2 separate regions of the Mus musculus genome follow, and region 1 is linked to region 2. The links are chromatin contacts, called in public promoter capture Hi-C maps. All regions are on one chromosome and are shown on one strand. Each heading gives the region's core, a stretch centred on a gene start, on an enhancer-like site or on the middle of the called end of the contact. The rest is flanking DNA. Distances are from core to core; before and after follow the strand shown. Region 1 holds the start of 1810064F22Rik (RIKEN cDNA 1810064F22 gene). Region 2 holds the start of S1pr2 (sphingosine-1-phosphate receptor 2).

Region 1 (3,535 bases), core at 121-2,620, 1.2 Mb before region 2:
TTTTTGTTTTTTTCGAGACAGGGTTTCTCTGTATAACCCTGGCTGTCCTGGAACTCACTTTGTAGACCAGGCTGGCCTCGAACTCAGAAATCCGCCTGCCTCTGCCTCCCGAGTGCTGGAACTAAAGGTGTGTGCCACCACGCCCGGCTAGCTGGCTTATTCTAATTGGTGTAGCAAGTAACCCTTTCAGGCATTGGTTGGTTTGTATAGGGTGACTAAGTAACCCTTTGGCCTAGTCCCTCACTCTGCCTGCCCTTGTGGTTGGTCAGCAAAGCAGCAGTATGTTTTGAACTTATGGGTCAGCTATTAACATCACAGCTATTAAATCATGGCTATCAACGTCAGGGGAATTCTAGCAACAAGGTCAGGGTGGTTTGTGGTTTTTCTTGGAATTCAGTGTGGGGTAGGGTAGGGGAATTTTTCTGAGAACTATTATTTTTGTTATGGTTATTTCTCTGAGAACAGCAAATCTTATTTTGGCAGTTGTAGGCTTAGTCATTTTGACCACTCAAACTATATAGTTTGTGGTCTTGAACTTATCTTGGATTCTGCAGTTGTCGTGAGGGATATGAGTTCAAGCCTTCAGAACAAACTGGAACCTGTTTGTCAGTGAAGCTTCCTAATACCACCCCAGTAACAGGAGACAGCACACTAGCATTTAGAACTTTCAGGTGCTAATGGTATCTACGGACTTGTTAATATGTTTACATTTTTTAAAAGATTATATTTATTTATTTTATGTATATGAGTACACTGTAGCTGTCTTCAGACACACCAGAAGAGGGCATCAGATCCCATTACAGATGGTTGTGAGCCACCATGTGGTTGCGGGAATTGAACTCAGAACCTCTAAAGGAGTAGTCAGTGCTCTTAACTGCTGAGCCATCTCTCCATCCCACATATGAAATTGTTAAGGAGTAAACTACGCTATTGTAAAACAGAGAAATAAACAATCCTAAAACATCTATAACCAACATCACACTAATGCCAAAACCCAGAGACCATTTCTTCTAATAATTGGAACAAAACAAGGGTTTCCACTCTCTGTAACCTTCCCAGCCTTGAGCAGGCTAAGAAGACCTTGAACATTTGCCACAACAGGTCTTATCAACCTGGACAGAGACATTTGTCTTGGCTGCAGTTGTAGGTTCCCATGGGAACTTAGCTGTTTTGGCTGCCTACGTTGACCTTGCTCTACAACATATTCCAGCTGAAGAAGGGGGTGGGTTTTGTGGTTTTTCCCTTTATAAATGCAAAGCTAATTATTAAACTTTGAGCCTTAATCAGAACCTTTGTCTTGGCTTCATTCTTCTCTCGTCATCCCCCCACCCCACCCCCTTCATTTCCAGCCTCCCTTTCAGGTAAAACCAGTTTGCTGGAGGCTGCTGGATGGCTACAGGTGGCACCTGAATGAAGGGCCTGAAAACAGGGGAACCTACTGAGAAACGGTGTCTTGGGTGGAGCTCCATAGAAAACACAAGAAAAGTGAAAGTATCCATGAAGCATGGTAAGCAACATACAGCATTAATGCTAGCGCTAGCCATAAATTTTATCTTTTGGAGACTGTTGTTGCAGGAGATTTATTCAAAGGGATACCAGCTAGGCTGAAGTGGTGCTGGCCCGACACCGACTTCACCTAGGGTTGACAGGGCAATGAGACAGAGAAATTCTAAATAGGCCTTTGTCTGCTGTCTAAAAGAGCTGCTCCAGGCGAGAGGAGCAGGGTTTTCAAAACAGACATTAGAAAAAAATTTTAGCTCAAATAGATTCGTGTAGTCCATGGTTTTCAGAAGAAAGCACTTTAAATAAGGAAACCTAGGATAGATTTGAGACATTCTAGGAGCCACTCGGACAGATCCTATCACCTTCTGTCTGTGGGTGCTTATAGAAGATGCTATTGATAATAATAAAAACGAAGAGACTTCACAGGTGTTAGCTACTGCCCAGGAGCAGCTTGAGGAACCCCAGGGAGAACAGCTGCCAGAGAGGGCTTCCGCAGAAAGAGGCACTCTCAACTCCAAAGCACAACAATACAGACCTGGCACGCCTTATAGACCTAGGGAGACAGAACTTGGAGGCACTGATGATGAATTAGATGCAGAGGAGGAAGAAGATTTAGAAGAAGAGGTTGTCAAATATCATAATGAGGATTGGCCTCCTTTTGTACTTTCTGCTCTGCCTATGGCCTCTAATGTAGGAAATGCTGCTCAGATGGACATGCAAGTCTATAAATTAGAATTAGAAGTTAAGCTTCAGAAATTGACTAATAAACTACAAGAATAAGAGTGCATCAAGTACAGGAAAGAGCAATAATCCTGATATGCCAATTTCCATTAGAAAAGCTGTGAATCAGGCTTGCAGAGAGGAGCAAGATACATCTGAAGTGTTGGCTTTTTCTGTAGTTGAGATAGTTGATCAGCAGGGCAATGTAGTCAGACAATATCAAATGTTAGACTTCAAAGTGATAAAAGAGTTAAAAACAGCTGTGGCCTAGTATGGCCCCATAGCTCCCTTTACACAGGCTTTGTTGGATACTGTGATGGAAGCTCATTTAACCCCTCAAGACTGGAAAACTGTATGTAAGGCTACTTTGTCAGGATTTCTGAATGGCGTGAAGCAAGTAAAAGAACTGCTCTGATGGATGCTCAGGCAGGTAATGCTCAATAGGATATAAACATGCTTTTAGGAGAAGGTCAATATGAAGGTAATGCTAATCAGATCAGGCTACTTGCAGGAGAGTATGCCCAGGTTGCAATGGCTGCTCATCTTGCTTAGAATCGTTTCCCAATTAAAGGGGATCTCAGTGGGAATTTATCTGGCATCGAACAAGGTCCTGATGAACCGTTTCAGGAATCTGTGGACAGACTGCTAAAAGCAGCTGGTAGAATTTTTTGAGATCCTCAATCAGGAGTTCCTTTTGTTACATTCACTTATGTGAATGCTAATTCAGCCTGTCACACCACTATCAGGCCATACAAAGCAAAGACAGTCTTATCTGGATACATTCATCTTTGTGCAGAAACTGGGCCCTCATACAATCAGGGTCTGGCTATGGATGCTGTCTTACAAGGAACCAATGTGCAAGAGATGCATTCACAGAGACAAGGAAATAAAGGATGTTTTGGGTTTGTTTTGGTTTTTTTTTAAAGATTTACTTATTATATGTAAGTACACTGTCGCTATCTTCAGACACTCCAGAAGAAGGCATCAGATCTCATTACAGATGGTTGGGAGCCACCATGTGGTTGCTTGGATTTGAACTCAGGACCTTCAGAAAAGCAGTCAGTGCTCTTAACCACTGAGCCATTTCTCCAGCCCAAGGATGTTTTAAATGTGGAGGTCAGGGTCACTTTAAAAATGATTGCCCTAGGAACAAAGGCATGTACAGACAATCAGGTTGTGTCCCAGGAATTTGTCCTCAATTCAAGAAGGGTAACCACTGGGCCAGGGATTATAGATGTAAAACAAATAATCAGGGTCATCCCTTGTCAGGAAATGAGCAGAGGGATCAGCCTCAGGCCCCCAGACACCCACA
Region 2 (4,042 bases), core at 1,447-3,946:
ATAATGTCCTCTGCAAGAGCAGCCAGTGCTTTTAACAGCTGAGTCATCTTTCCAGCCCCCCTCCCCCATTTCTCTCCTTCCCTTCCGCCCTCCACACATACTCCTCTCTGAAGGTCAGAGGATCACTTGCAGGAGTGGTTCTCTCCTTTTACCACGTGGGTCCTGGGACTGGAACTCAGGTCATCAGGATTGGCAGCAAGTGAGCAAGCCCCTGTGCTCTCTTCAGCTATATAGCTGGCCCTATCCAGTTTGAGAAAGGGACTGAAGGTGCCTGGCTTCTAATAGGTTTGTAGCCTAGGCTATCCTTGAACTCCTGACCTTCCTCTCGTCCTGCTGAGCACTGGGATCGCAGGTGGCCAAGTCTAGCTTCAGAGACTTTTTGACTTTTTTACACCAGCGTTTGGGAGTCTTCCATTGCTTTGCCTGTATCCCAGGCCGTCTTCAGCTCTTTAGTTTAATTTGTTCCTGGACTATAACATGCATGCACTTGTCAGCAGAGCCAGCCACACAAAGGATTTCCACAATGCAGGCAGAGCTGCCTTCCTCCCAAGCGAGGGAGCGCCAGCCTCTCAGTTCCTCTTCCAGGAAGCTGAGTACTTTCTTTTTCCTGTCCAGTGTGGACTCTCCCCACTTAAACATTTACACAGCTCTCAGATCCATGGGGAGAGGGAGTAGCATGCTGTGCACTGACTGCCTCCAGCCTTTAGTGTTTGAAGCATGGAGTGGCTGGATGGCCAATGCAAGGACTCTGTTTCACTCCCATGCACGAGTGGTACCTATTTATTTCATTTCATTTCGTCTTATTTTCCAAGCTGGGGACAGAATCCGGGCCTTTGTGCACCATAGGCAGGTGTTCTACCCCTGAGCCACACCCTCAGCCCCTCAATAGGGGATTCTAATCCATTGTTCTGCCACTTCCGGTACCCTGCGGAAAGGCTTAATTTATCTAGCAAGTCATAAACCTAGAACTTGCTATGGAACAGAAGAGGGCTTTGGACTCCCCATCCTCCTGCCTCCACCCACTGAAGTGCAGGGATGCTAGGCTTGCAAACAGTGACCCGCTTACTTATTTATTTTTGGGGTGTTGGAGACAGAACACAGGGCCCTGTGCATGAGAGGAAGTACTGTAACTAACACTGAGCCGCCTGCCTCCATAAACATCTCAATGCCGACATAAGGCACAATGTTAAACACAGCAAGGGAAACACTGTTCGCTCTTAGGGAGCTTATGTTTGGGTGTGCAATTTACACTTTTGTGTGTTTATTTTTTTTTGTTTTTAATTATGTGTAATTGTGGGTATGTGCATGTGTGTACACGGGCCCTTGAGGCTGAAAGGGTCAGATCCCCTGGGGCTGGACTCAGAAGTTGTCAGGTCTGTGGGTGCTGGGACATTCTGTTCTCTGCAAGAGCAGGAAGTGCTCTTGACCATTAGAGGCACCTCTTTAGCGCCTTTTAAAAATTTATTAATTTTAACTTTATACCCATGTGCGTGCATGCACGTGGGTGTGTACATGTACGTGGGTGTGTGCATGTGCCTCAGCAGCAGGCCTTGGAGGTCACAGGACAACTTGCAGGAATTGGTTCTCAATTTCCACCTTGTGGGTCCCAGGCAAGGCCTTACCCACTGACAACTCACAGCCTCCTGGAACTCACTCTGTAGACCAGGCTGGCCTTGAACTCAGAAATTCGCCTGCCTCTGCCTCCCGAGTGCTGGGATTAAAGGCGTGCACCACCACGCCCGGTTTTGTTATTCTTTTTTAAATGCATTTATTATTATTGTACATGTATCAGTGAATGAATGTAGGTGCAGCAATGCCAGTGTGCCCTGTGGAGGTCAGAGGCCAACTTTGCTTCCAGGGACTGACCTCAGGTCAGGCTTCCAGACAAGCCCTTTCCCCTCCCTGCCTAGTGGAGCTGGACAGCTGACCTTCTGTCACTCACTCTAATTTTGGATTTTTTTTTCACCCTGAGTTGTTTGGAGGGAAGGAGCCAACAGGATCATGTGATCCAGATTGGCCTTGAACTCTAAAACAAACCTCCTGCTTCTACTTCACAAGTTTGGAATTAGAGGCCCAAGCCACCATTCCATATTTTTGCAGTGTTGAGGATGCATGCTAGGCAAACACTCAACCACCTGCCTCCACATCCCTGCCTGTTGTTTTTCAGAAAGGGTCTTGAGCAGGCAGTGGCTTAAGGTTGCTAAGAGGACCCTGAACTCCTGATCTTCCCACCTCCCAGGTGGCAGATGCTGGAATGACAGGCATATGTGCCACAAAGCCCAGTTGGATCTGGGAGTTCTTACCAAGTCTTCTGTTTGGGGGGCTGGGTATGATACAGTGTAGGAATTTATTTCTTGTAGAAACACATAGTAGGTGCTTAATCTTGAATTGCTGAGTTCTCACATAGTAGGTAAGTGTGATTTCCTCCATTTCCAGGTCCCAAGCATTAGCCTGGCGCTAAGCCAAATGGAATACAGTTGTTTCAGTACTAGGTCACCTGGGTTAAGAGAGCTGTGACGTCACGCGGCCGTGACATCATGCCACGGCAGTTCTCACGAGTGGGGGTTGGGAGGAGCAGGGCAGGAGTGTGTGTGTGGGGGTGTGGACAAAGGGGCCCTGCTCTTCCCCCGTGCGCGCCCTGGCTAACTGGCGGGCCACATCTGGAATTCATTGCAAGTCGCCGCCGGAAAGAGGAGGAGAGGAGGGCGGGGCGAGCAGGGAGTTGGGGCCGGAGGCAGCGGCTCTGCCCGCCTCTCTCTTGTCCTGGGTCCCCAACTCCGGGACATAGACCGAGCACAGCCAACAGTCTCCAAAACCAACCACTGGCTGTCCCGGGGCGCAGACGCCAAGGCCACTCAGGCCAGGGCAGGGACCCCGGCCGGCCTAGCCAGGTGAGCGCGCGGGGCAGAGGGGAGGTTCCGATCTGGGCGGCCGCGGTTCACGGAGACCCTGAGATCCCAGCTGGGGGGCCCGGTCCGGGGTCAGGCGCTCGTACAGGCGTTGCACGCGCTGCTCCAGGCTCTGCTGCACCGAGGGAACAGATCATCTACCATGCGCCCCTGCCCACTACTCCAGGCAGCTCGCCACCTACTCAGTGGCGCACCCCCAGACTGAGCTCCCCGCCTTCCTTCGGGCAGGAAGTTGGCGCTGAAGAGAAAGGCGGAATCCGAGCGCTTTGAGCTGGAGACTTTGCAAGACTGGATGGGGGTTCTCAGGAAGCAGGGTTTGGGGCAGTGAGGTTGTTGGGGAGAGGTGCAGCATCCCTTCTTCTCTGTCTCCGGCTAGGATGAAAGGTGCTACGGACGAGCGAGCGGGGAAAGCTTTCAGAGTTCATGGGCGGGGTCCCCGGCGAAGGCCGTCGCCCCACCGCCTGTGAGACTAGTTTTTTGCCTCAGTTTCCAGTTAGTTGCCCCTCTCTTTCAGTCTCTCTTTCGGAAGAATCACTTTGTATCGAAGGAAAGGGACATTAACTGCAAAGTCCAGGTGTCTCCTTTTCCTAGCTCAGGGATGGGGCGTAGGAGTGAAGGAAGGCACGCGTGGCGTGGAGTCCGCGTTGTCGCGGGCTACACGGCGTTGGGACCTCGCCCCCCTCTAGAGCATGGGTTGACTCACCCGGGGATTTCCACCTCCCCACCCCCGTCCCTATCCTTGTTGTTAGATGCCCGAGGCGACACCCGCAGAGCCTACTGTCCCCTGCGGGGCAACATGGGAGCATCACTGAGGGGGGGGGAGGGAATGAAGTAGCTGTAGTTACTCTCTCCAGTGCCCCAGGAATCTGGATGTGGGGGGCCTCTGGTGGGGTGCAGAAATGTGGCCACCCCCTGTTGCTTTGTGCAGGATAGGGACATCCTGCGCGCGTGTCGGGGTCTCAGGAGAGAGAGATGGCGCCGCCCCAGCGCAAGCGAGTGTGGATACCACGCATTCCTCGGCCTGATAAGGAGCTGGAGAGTGCTGCCTGAGCCAGGCGGGTCTTACTGTCGCCAAGGAGACGCGCCCGGCTTCAGCTTCCTATAGTGGTAGGGTAGGGGTGCTGCCAGGAGAT

Evidence for each region. Promoter capture Hi-C pulls out the DNA fragments that hold promoters and counts their contacts.
Region 1: a promoter capture Hi-C map of liver shows a contact between it and region 2, with 4 times the contacts expected there. The contact joins the promoter of 1810064F22Rik here to the promoter of S1pr2 in region 2. A contact is called at or near these places in 4 of 39 promoter capture datasets (cranial neural crest, frontonasal cranial neural crest, liver and 1 more) and 1 of 9 other capture datasets (pancreatic islet).

The regions. Positions count from the first base shown.
Region 1 is chr9:22,211,695-22,215,229 of GRCm38.p6, reverse strand. It overlaps 1810064F22Rik (RIKEN cDNA 1810064F22 gene), which reads left to right and starts at 1,370. Exons shown (of 2, transcript NR_027981.1): 1 at 1,370-1,507.
Region 2 is chr9:20,975,447-20,979,488 of GRCm38.p6, reverse strand. S1pr2 (sphingosine-1-phosphate receptor 2) reads left to right here and starts at 2,696. Exons shown (of 2, transcript NM_010333.4): 1 at 2,696-2,891.